Regions from separate parts of the Mus musculus genome. Here all the other regions are linked to region 2. A link is a contact called in public HiCAR-type and promoter capture Hi-C data. All regions are on one chromosome and are shown on one strand. The core of a region is the stretch at or near the end of the contact, and the rest is flanking DNA. Distances in the headings are between cores, read along the strand shown.

Region 1 (3,285 bases), core at 501-3,000, 2.9 Mb after region 2:
GGAAATGGCTGCCATAGGAAACTTCTCACCGATAACTAGAGTTTCCGGAAACAGGTATTGTTTGTTGCTATTTAATAATGACTCAATTTGGGCACTCTGGGTGGATGGCCTACATGTTTTCTTGTGATGCATACCACAGTCTCCAGCATGAAAAATCCTAGGAGCCTGAGGAACTAAGACTTTCCAGATTTTAGGAAGACAAGCTAGAGTCAAATACTGAAGAGTCCAGTCCCAGTTATAATCATCGTAAGTACAGAAAGTGTCCGTGCATTCGATAAGCTTCTGATATGCATCTCGGGTCAAGGCTAGCCCCATGTTGTGCTCTGTCGATTTCCAAGTTTTCACATCTACTTTGTCAGCAATGCCATAGAAACTCCGAATGGTGGTGTAGGTCCCTAGAGAGAGGACGTCACACCCAGGACACTCCTGCTGCTTCAGTTTCCACATCTTTTTGAAGACATGGTAAAAGTCTGGGGCTAAGTAGTGGTCCTCTTCCAGGAAGAGTATAAGGCCAGTGTAATCTTGAAGAACTTTGACTCTTTCCCATACAAAATGCAGCTTCCACCACCAATGGTGTTTGGTTTGTGAGAACTTGGCCTCTCTGTAATGGCCGAAGGAGTCAGGGTATTCGGCATTGATGCACCCCAACTTCAGAGCTGCATTCTTCTTTAGGTCTCTGGGGCAATCTCTAGGGTCACTACCCGGAAACTCATTCGGGTACAGCTGAATGCTGAACGGAAAGAACACTTGCAGAACCGGGCAGAAATCCACCCTGGAGATCAGACTGTTGATCTCTGCGGACCAGAAGTCATGGCTAAAGATGACTAGGACTTCCTGAATACCCTGGGCTTTGCGAAGCGAGTCTATCAGCAACCTGAGGTATTCCGGCCTGTTATGCACCTGGACCACCAGCACCAGCTCCCCGGGGCTCCAGGTGCCGTCATTACCGACGTTCCTCAGCATCTGATCGAAGTTCAACTGGTACACCAGGGACCGGTACCGCAGCGTTAGGTTGTCCACCTCCGGCCGCGGGACCGCGGGAACCAGAGGAGCGGCCGATTCGTTTGAGACCCTGCGGATGCCTACGGACACAGCAAGGTGGCCCGCACCCCGTACGGGCTCCGCGTCCAGCAGCGGCGGGCCAAGGGCGTCGCTCTTCCTTTGTCGCCCATTGCTACTCCAGAGGACGAAGCCGCAGGCGGCCACCACGAGCGTCAGGATTAGCACCTTCCGTTTGTAGATGCGGAACCTCATGGTCTCCAGGGCCCGGAGCGCGGGCGCGGAAAAGAAGCTGGCGGCCTCTGCACGGAAGGGGCGGGCGGGCGGCGCCGTCGCCTTGGCCTGCAGCCCTAGGAACTGGCCCCCGCGGCGGCCCTCGCTAACTCATCCCGGGCTCCGGCGTCCTGGGGCCCGAAGGCTCTCAACTGCCTCGCGCCGCCCGGGCTCCGCGCATCCTCTCTGGCAGTTGCAGCTCCGGCAGCCGCCCCGCCGCTACGAGCCGCGGCTCAACGTCGCCTCGGTCCTCTCCATTCAGCACCCGGGGGTCCCGGAAGAAGCCCCGCCGCGGTCGCCGACACCGTGATTCCTTTACCTGCGCTGCCCGTGGCTCTGCGTCCTCTGCGCGCTCATCCTTGCTCGCACGGCGGAACGGCGACACCGAACGCCGCAGCCTCGCCCCGCTCCGGCAGCGACCGCTCTGACAAGCCGCGACTGGCCTGCGAGCGCCCGGGCCCTCCGGCCCACACCCTCCGCCCCGCCCCGCCCCGCCGGGCGCTGATTGGCGCTTCTCAGAAGCCTCCGGAGGAGGCCGCTGCTTATTGGTTCGCATTCCCGTCGCTCAGGTTCAGTTCCGACTTCCGCTCTGTTCGTCCCTTTCCTGTTCGGCGCGTGCGGTTGAGTCGGGGATCGCGGCGGCCGGTCTCTCGGTAAGTCTGGAGCAGAGCGGTAGCTGCTTCCTTGGGGACCGCGGTCGCCTGGAAGCCGGAGCCGACCTAGCTCTTTGAGGCGTCGGAAAGGGGCAGGTGCTGCCCGCCGCGGCTTGAGGTCAGCCCGCGGCTCTCTCGGAAGAGACCGCTCCAGCATGGCGGCTCCCGGGCGGCGAGGCGTGCTGGCTGCTAACGACACGTCAGCCTTCGGGCCCGCTGGAGAGTGACGGTGCTTTAGAGGGGGTGAAGCCAAAACAGACTGACGTGGCTGGGGGGAAGGAACGAGCCCGGTTGTTGCAGAAACGACTATATTTCGTTGTAAGCCATTCGTAGCTAGAAAACGGAGGGAATTGCTGTGGGGTAGTCCGAGCAAAACTTCTCTACCCGGACGCCACTGCGTTGTCCTTGCAGTGAGACCTAAGAAATTGGACGCTGGTTTGGGGAGAACTGTAATGGCCACTCCAAGTGTCAGTTCCTTTGGACGCTAAGGCAGACCTCAACTAGCAATCCTCTGCCTCAGCCTCCCAGGACACACTCCATCAGGTCTGAGTTTTTAACTGTTAATGCCTCGTTTTAGTTTAAAAAAACAAAAAACAGTTTTTCTATAGGCTTGAAGTGGTAAGGATTGAACCCCGGTGTTTAAGCCAGTGCTCATCCACTCAGCTGCGTGTTGGCCTTTTATTCACGTGGGAAATGAGTACTTGGTGGGTTCACAAATTTTCGAACATTACTGTTTTTTTTTTATATGTTCCTACAAATTATACCTGTTTAAAACTTTCGAGTTTGAAGATCTTTAATGTCTGAAACTTTCTTACAGTTCTCATCGCAGACACTTCTACTGCAAACATGGTCAACGTACCAAAAACCCGAAGGACTTTCTGTAAGAAATGTGGCAAGCATCAGCCTCACAAAGTGACCCAGTATAAGAAGGGCAAGGATTCCCTGTATGCCCAAGGAAAGCGGCGCTACGATCGCAAGCAGAGTGGCTACGGTGGGCAGACAAAGCCAATCTTTCGAAAGAAGGCCAAAACCACAAAGAAGATTGTGCTCAGGCTTGAGTGTGTTGAGCCCAACTGCAGATCCAAGAGGATGCTGGCCATTAAGAGATGCAAGCATTTTGAACTGGGAGGCGACAAGAAGAGGAAGGGCCAAGTGATCCAGTTCTAAAACTTGTGTTCTCTGAGAGGAAAATACTGAAGCAGTAGAGAAATGACCTGCTAGAGAATAAAGTTACTGTTAATGATACCAAGCCTTGTGTTTTGATTCTCAGTAGGATTGCATATTTAGGGGGTTTTGTTTTCAAACATAATTTGAGTCTGGGTCTACCTCTGCCTCCTAAATACTAGAAGTACAGAATTGC
Region 2 (3,258 bases), core at 653-3,152:
TTTTGTTTGTTTGGTTGGTTTTTTTTGGTTGATTTTGTTTCCTTTGGTTCATTAACTGGTTCTAAGGATTGATTCTACAGCCTCAAGCTACATTATTGAAATACAGCTGTGAGGTTAAAAATTAATCTATAAACCTTGTGAAACAAATCTCACGCATTTCTGAAGAGGAATGAGGATGCTCTGAGGGGTAAGGACTGGGCTCCAATAGGAATAGAGAAACTGGCAGAGAAGACATCGGTGCAGATAAGGAGATAAGTGAACCAGGATGGTATGAGGTCCCTCTTGCTTGTTTGAACCAAGTCCCTGTCTGTGGGCCTTGTTTGGTAAAGGTCAGCTGATAGTTTCACTACACCTCCTGTCTGAGTTAAGGTTTCCCTGCTGTGAACAGACACCATGACCAAGGCAACTCTTATAAGGAGAGCATTTAATTGGGCCTGGCTTATGTTAGTTCAGAGGTTCAGTCCATTATCATCAAGGTGGGAACATGGCATCATCCAGGCAGGCATGGTGCAGGAGGAGCTGAGAGTTCTACATCTTCATCTGAAGGCCACTAGGATAAAACTAACTTCCAGGCAGCTTAAAGCCAACACCCATAGTGACTCAGTTCCTCCAACAAGGCCACACCTCCAAATAGTGCCATTCCCTGGGCCAAGCATATTCGAACTACCACACCTCCATAACATTCAGTCTCCACAGTACAGCACATAAATGCTGTCCCGTGAAAACCTTACACATCTCCCATTTACCACCTCCCACACCACTTGCATGGAGCCTGGAATTCAGACACTGTCACCTTCAGGGTTAACCTCTTGCCACCACGTTTGCATTCACTGTATCTCTTCTTCCTTCTCCTCCTCTGCTCCCCACCCCCACCCGGACCCCAATAGTCCAATGTGGTTTGGCATAAAAAGTTTTTATCTACTCCTCTAGCAACGATCTCCATTGAATTTCCTATTAAAATAAAACACTCATCTTGTAATGTATTTGTGTTTTCCTAAGACTTAAAGTCTTATGGGGCAGGGTCTTTTATTTGCTGTTTATTTGGGTTGTTGCAGCTGCTGCCATCCAATGGTGGATACAAAAATACTGTCAATCATCCTCGAATGGAACAGCCCCTACCAACAAAGAACACAAACGTGATGATCTAGCCCAGACGCTGTAAGGCTGATTCTGAGAAACCTTTAAATGCACTTAACTAGTTACCATCCAAAGCCCCGGCCCTTGAACAGTAATGACATCTTCCTTCCTAGATCCACATTCCAGTCCTTGAGAACACCTGTTCAGAAACAGGCTTAAGCGGGAAGCCCAACCTCAGGAATGTTCAATGTGAGCAAGGAGTCTACTGAAACAAATTTGTTCCAGCAGTGATTTTCCAAATGTGGCCCTTGGATCATCATCATCCTCACTATCAATATGAATTCTTGGTACTCATCCCAGAGCTACATTGTCTGAAACTGAGATTAGAACCTAGTCGCTTGTAGCATGACTGATTCTGTTGCCCACTCAAAATGCAGAGGTACTAGAATACCCCACCCCTACCATGTTCAAGATCTCCAGGTGTGGACTCTTTTTCCTTTCCTACCTGTGGAGGCCAGAGACGCCCACAGCAGCATCCCCTCCCCACCAGGGCATCTGTGCTGGACAGGAAGGAGCAAGAGCGCCTCAGCTGAATCTGCCATTCGTTTGCGGGGTGGTCTGGCTTTCTCCGGCCTGCCGGGGTGCCAGAGGTGAACCATGCCTTCTCTCAGACTAGCAGACCCGTGGCTTGGTCACCCTCAGGCTGGGAAAGGAGATAAGGTGGGCCGGCTCTCCTGGGGTACACCGCTAGCGTCCCGCCCCGCGTTCCTGCGTAAATAGGCGGTTCCCTCGGCAACGCCTAGAACCCACGTCAAGGTTCCACCAGTCCCGAGTGGTGACCGAGTCCCACCCACTCCCCGCAGCTGCCGTTCTGGTCCGCACAACCTTTCACCCTGCTGCGGGATGAGCAGAGCGGCGGCCTGCGTGGAACCCCATGGAGGAGCAGGCGCGGCCGCCTGGCCGCCCGGCCGCGAGTGCAACCTTGCAGGGTAGCGCGCATCCGGGAGGGGCGGCTTCCACGGCCACTGCAGCCGCGCTGTCGTTCAGCTCCGTAGCCACGGTAACGCTGGGAAACCAAAGCGATGCGGGCAGGCCGGAGGCAGCGGGGTCTCGGGGACCCGCACCGCTGCTATGGCACGGGGCAGCGGTGGCCGCCCAGGCGCTCGTGCTCCTGCTCATCTTCTTGCTGTCTAGCCTGGGCAACTGCGCGGTGATGGGGGTGATCGTGAAGCATCGGCAGCTGCGCACGGTCACAAACGCCTTCATCCTGTCGCTGTCCCTGTCGGACCTGCTCACTGCGCTGCTCTGCCTACCCGCCGCCTTCCTCGATCTATTCGCGCCTCCCGGAGACTCTGGGCCCTGGCGCAGCTTCTGCGCAGCCAGCCGCTTCTTCAGTTCGTGTTTCGGAATCGTATCCACGTTCAGCGTGGCGCTCATCTCGCTGGACCGCTACTGCGCCATCGTGCGGCCGCCGCGGGACAAGCTGGGCCGGCGGCGCGCGCTGCAGCTGCTGGCAGGAGCGTGGTTGGCTGCGCTGGGCTTCTCCCTGCCCTGGGACCTGCTCAGGGCACCCCGGGAGCCCCCCGCTCCGCAGAGCTTCCACCGCTGCCTTTACAGAACCTCCCCAGACCCTGCGCAGCTGGGCGTCGCCTACAGCGTGGGACTGGTGGTGGCTTGCTACTTGCTGCCCTTCCTACTGATGTGTTTCTGCCGCTACCACATCTGCAAGACCGTGCGCCTGTCGGACGTGCGCGTGCGGCCGATGACCACTTACGCGCGCGTGCTGCGCTTCTTCAGCGAGGTGCGCACAGCCACCACCGTGCTCATCATGATTATCTTTGTCATGTGCTGCTGGGGTCCCTACTGCTTCCTGGTGCTGCTGGCCGCGACCCGGCAGGGTCAGGCCACGCAGGCTCCCTCGCTGCTCAATGTGGCGGCTGTTTGGCTGACCTGGGCCAATGGGGCTATCAACCCGGTCATATATGCCATCCGCAACCCCAACATTTCCATGCTCCTAGGACGCAACCGCGAAGAAGGGTACAGGACTAGAAACATGGATGCTTTTTTGCCTAGCCAAGGCCTAGGTTTTCAAGCCAGAAGTCGCAATCGCCTTCGAAATGGCTGTGCCAACAGGCTTGGGGCTTGCAGCAGGATGCCTTCTTCCAACCCAGCTAGTGGGTC
Region 3 (2,873 bases), core at 238-2,737, 2.2 Mb after region 2:
CAGTGGGTAAGGGTGGGTTTGACTACATGACCACCATAAATCCATGACAGTAAACAAGTACTAAGATACCAATAGAACACTTGAAGAGATTTTGAGTCATCGAAGCCAAAAATATGTGCCCACCAAAACAAGTGCCAAGAAGATTTCAAAGAAGGAACTGTTCTTCAACCATTTTTTTTTTCAGTGCAGCACACACACAGGCTTTGTCCCTGGGGCATGTAAGTCTGGGCTTACTTATGTTCCCTAAATAAGTGCTCTTTGTGTGTGGATCACGAGAAAATGCATACAGTCTCTGTTCCGTTAAGGTGTTAATTTAATTTCTTCATTTATTAGCTATAAGAAGTTATTTCTCAAAACAGAATTAGAGTGTGTCTGGAGTCACGTGTCATCTGAAATTTGTTCTGTTGTCGTTTTTTTTTCTAGTTTTTTCAATTTTCTTACATTTTTATTTAATTTTGTGTTTTGCCTGCATGTACAGCTGTGCACCATATGCATATGTGGTGCCTACACAGGCCAGAAGAGGGCGTTGGCCCTCCCTCCCAGCCCACTCTGGATCCCAAGTTGGAGTTAATGAGGAGTGGGCCGCCACGCAGGTGCTGGGAATCAACCTCTGAGCTGCAGCCGGTGCTGCTAACAATTGGGCCATCTTTCCAGTCCTTATCTGGTTTTCCAACTGAAAATCTCTGTAAGACTCTAGAAGTAACTTTACCAGTATACATAAAATTGGCAACTTCATTTCTACCTTAAGAACAAGACTGGAACTCAAATTACAAAAGAGATTGAAACATTAACCAAATCACTTCTCATAACTCCTGCCCAATATTTTGGGCATTGTTAGTTAGGCCTCTTACATTTTAAAGCCTCTTACATTTTACACTCCTCTTTACAATGCTGTAAAAATGGTTTACAAACATTTCTCGGGTGTCAAATGCAAAACCTATCCTCTTCCAGCTACAGATAAGGACACTGGGATGTTGCCACGTATGCCTTGTCCCAGATCACCTACTTTGGAAGCAGAATCAGACAAAGGTCCCTAGCTTTGCTTTAGCATCTCTAAAACTCCTCCCATTAACACTTGCAATATTGCGGTGATGCCCAGAGACCACAGAAACTTCGAAAGGAATTGGGGTTTTCAAAAATGGCTCTGGGAAACCCTGGTGGAAGACAGGTTCTGCAGGTGTGCGGTCCAGCCTCGGAACTGGTACCACCGGGAACAGTGTGTGGAACAGGACGGTGCAGTCGGGTGTGCCGGCATTTAGTTAACCCGGCACTCCCCCACCTCCTGCCCGGGCGGCCTCAGTTTACCTGTACCGAAAGGAAGCAGAAGGCAGCGCTCCGGAGGCCTGCGGACAGACCCTCCTCCTCTAGTCCGCCGGCCACTGGGCGAATCCTGGCCGAGGCTGGGCGGGTCAGACGCCGCACGAACGCCTCCGGCGCCCCGCAAGCAGCTGGGAGGCGGGGCGCGGCGGCGTCCAGGGTGTTGTGCACTCGGCGGGCCTCAGGGCGGCAGTCTGGGCCCGCGGCCTGCGTTCTCGGGCGGGCCAGGCTCGATCCGCGCCGGCCGCGAACGTGTCTCCCGGTGACGCAGCCGCGGGTGGGGAACGTGGTGCGGCGGCGACTGTGCGCACGGCCGTCTCGGAGAAGACGCGGGTCTCCGACGCCGGCGCTCGGCCAAGAACGGACGGCCTCTCGGGTACGGCCGGCGCGGGGCCTGGCGGGACCGACGAGGCCCGGAGGCTGCCGGGGTTGCGCCCCGTGACGCCCCCCGCGCTCGCTCTCGCCGGTGCAGGCGCAGCTGCGAGCCGAGGCTCCATGTTGGGAAGCGCCGCGCGCCCTCGTTAGCGGGAGACGGCTGCGGCGGGCAGAGCCCCGGACTGGGCGCAGCGAAGATGGAGGCCCCGCTGAGGCCTGCCGCCGACATCCTGAGACGGAACCCGCAGCACGACTACGAGCTGGTGCAGAGGGTCGGCAGCGGCACCTACGGGGACGTGTACAAGGTGAGGCCCCGGCCCGGCCTGCGAACGTGGGGCACCCCCGGGATGCGCCGGACCACAGCGTCCGGCCAGGAAGCGGCCCGGAGCCCGCCGCACCGTTCCGAGCACCCTGGGTTCCCCATCGGTTCTAAGGCTAGCGACCGGCAGACTTAACCGCACCTTCCAGACCACGGCTGAGCTTTTTTTGTGGTTTTAAGGCGTATTTATGGTATTGAAGTTATTCCGGAGGATGGTTTGGTGTTGATGTGGGGGGAAAATGCTTCGCGGAAGGCGGTAGATAGGAAAGAGTATTGTAAATCTAGACCTTTGCGTCCTGTACTGGTTTGGGTGAACTTGCCTTGAAAAAAATCTCTGTGGAACCGGACTCTAAATTGTCAACTGTAAGTAATCTGGTTCTGGAGTAAAAGGATTTGTGTGTAAACATGACAGCCTGTAGGAAGATGTCTTTGGGGACCGGTGAGGTGGCTCAGGGTGTTAAAGGCCCTTAGAGCCAAACCTTACTTAGGACCCCAGAACGGTCCCCGGATTCTCTTGGTGGAAGCACGGATCCCCCACACATACACACTCACACACTCCCAGGAAATAAACAAAGTGTAATGAAATTTAAACATATTTAGAGGAAGACCTTTGTCACCTGGCAGAAGTTTAGGCATTTTGTATCTGGTTGATAATAATGAATATAACTTATGGGGTTTTCCTACTAAACTAATTCCTCTCTATGGGATTTATAGCATTCCATAATCATGAGTGGATAATTACTGCTACCCTTTTTACTGGTCTCTTATATTAAGACAAATAATAATAAATTTGTAATCTGCCGTTACACAACAACAAAAAACATGCCATAGCAAAGCAAACCGATTTCTTAAGTCTGCTAAG

What was found. Promoter capture Hi-C pulls out the DNA fragments that hold promoters and counts their contacts. HiCAR-type assays count read pairs that join an accessible place to other places.
Region 1: a contact with region 2 is called in a promoter capture Hi-C map of liver, with 2.5 times the contacts expected there. The contact joins the promoter of Mgat2 here to the promoter of Gpr135 in region 2.
Region 3: a contact with region 2 is called in a HiCAR-type map of astrocytes, with 2.9 times the contacts expected there. The contact joins the promoter of Map4k5 here to the promoter of Gpr135 in region 2. A contact is called at or near these places in 2 of 39 promoter capture datasets (both in liver) and 1 of 115 datasets of contacts at active chromatin or transcription factors (astrocytes).

Annotation. Positions count from the first base shown.
Region 1 is chr12:69,182,623-69,185,907 of GRCm38.p6, reverse strand. Mgat2 (mannoside acetylglucosaminyltransferase 2) reads right to left here and starts at 1,750. Exons shown (of 1, transcript NM_146035.2): 1 at 1-1,750. The coding sequence starts at 1,254. Rpl36al (ribosomal protein L36A-like) reads left to right here and starts at 1,841. Exons shown (of 2, transcript NM_025589.4): 1 at 1,841-1,925; 2 at 2,743-3,174. The coding sequence starts at 2,772. The coding sequence ends at 3,092.
Region 2 is chr12:72,069,745-72,073,002 of GRCm38.p6, reverse strand. It overlaps Gpr135 (G protein-coupled receptor 135), which reads left to right and starts at 1,902. Exons shown (of 1, transcript NM_181752.2): 1 at 1,902-3,258. The coding sequence starts at 2,012. Gm3225 (predicted gene 3225) reads right to left here and starts at 1,829. Exons shown (of 2, transcript NR_168042.1): 1 at 1,583-1,829; 2 at 988-1,115. It also overlaps a transcript of L3hypdh not described here.
Region 3 is chr12:69,891,777-69,894,649 of GRCm38.p6, reverse strand. Map4k5 (mitogen-activated protein kinase kinase kinase kinase 5) reads left to right here and starts at 1,487. Exons shown (of 32, transcript NM_201519.2): 1 at 1,487-1,997. The coding sequence starts at 1,890. Atl1 (atlastin GTPase 1) reads right to left here and starts at 1,545. Exons shown (of 15, transcript NM_178628.5): 1 at 1,306-1,545.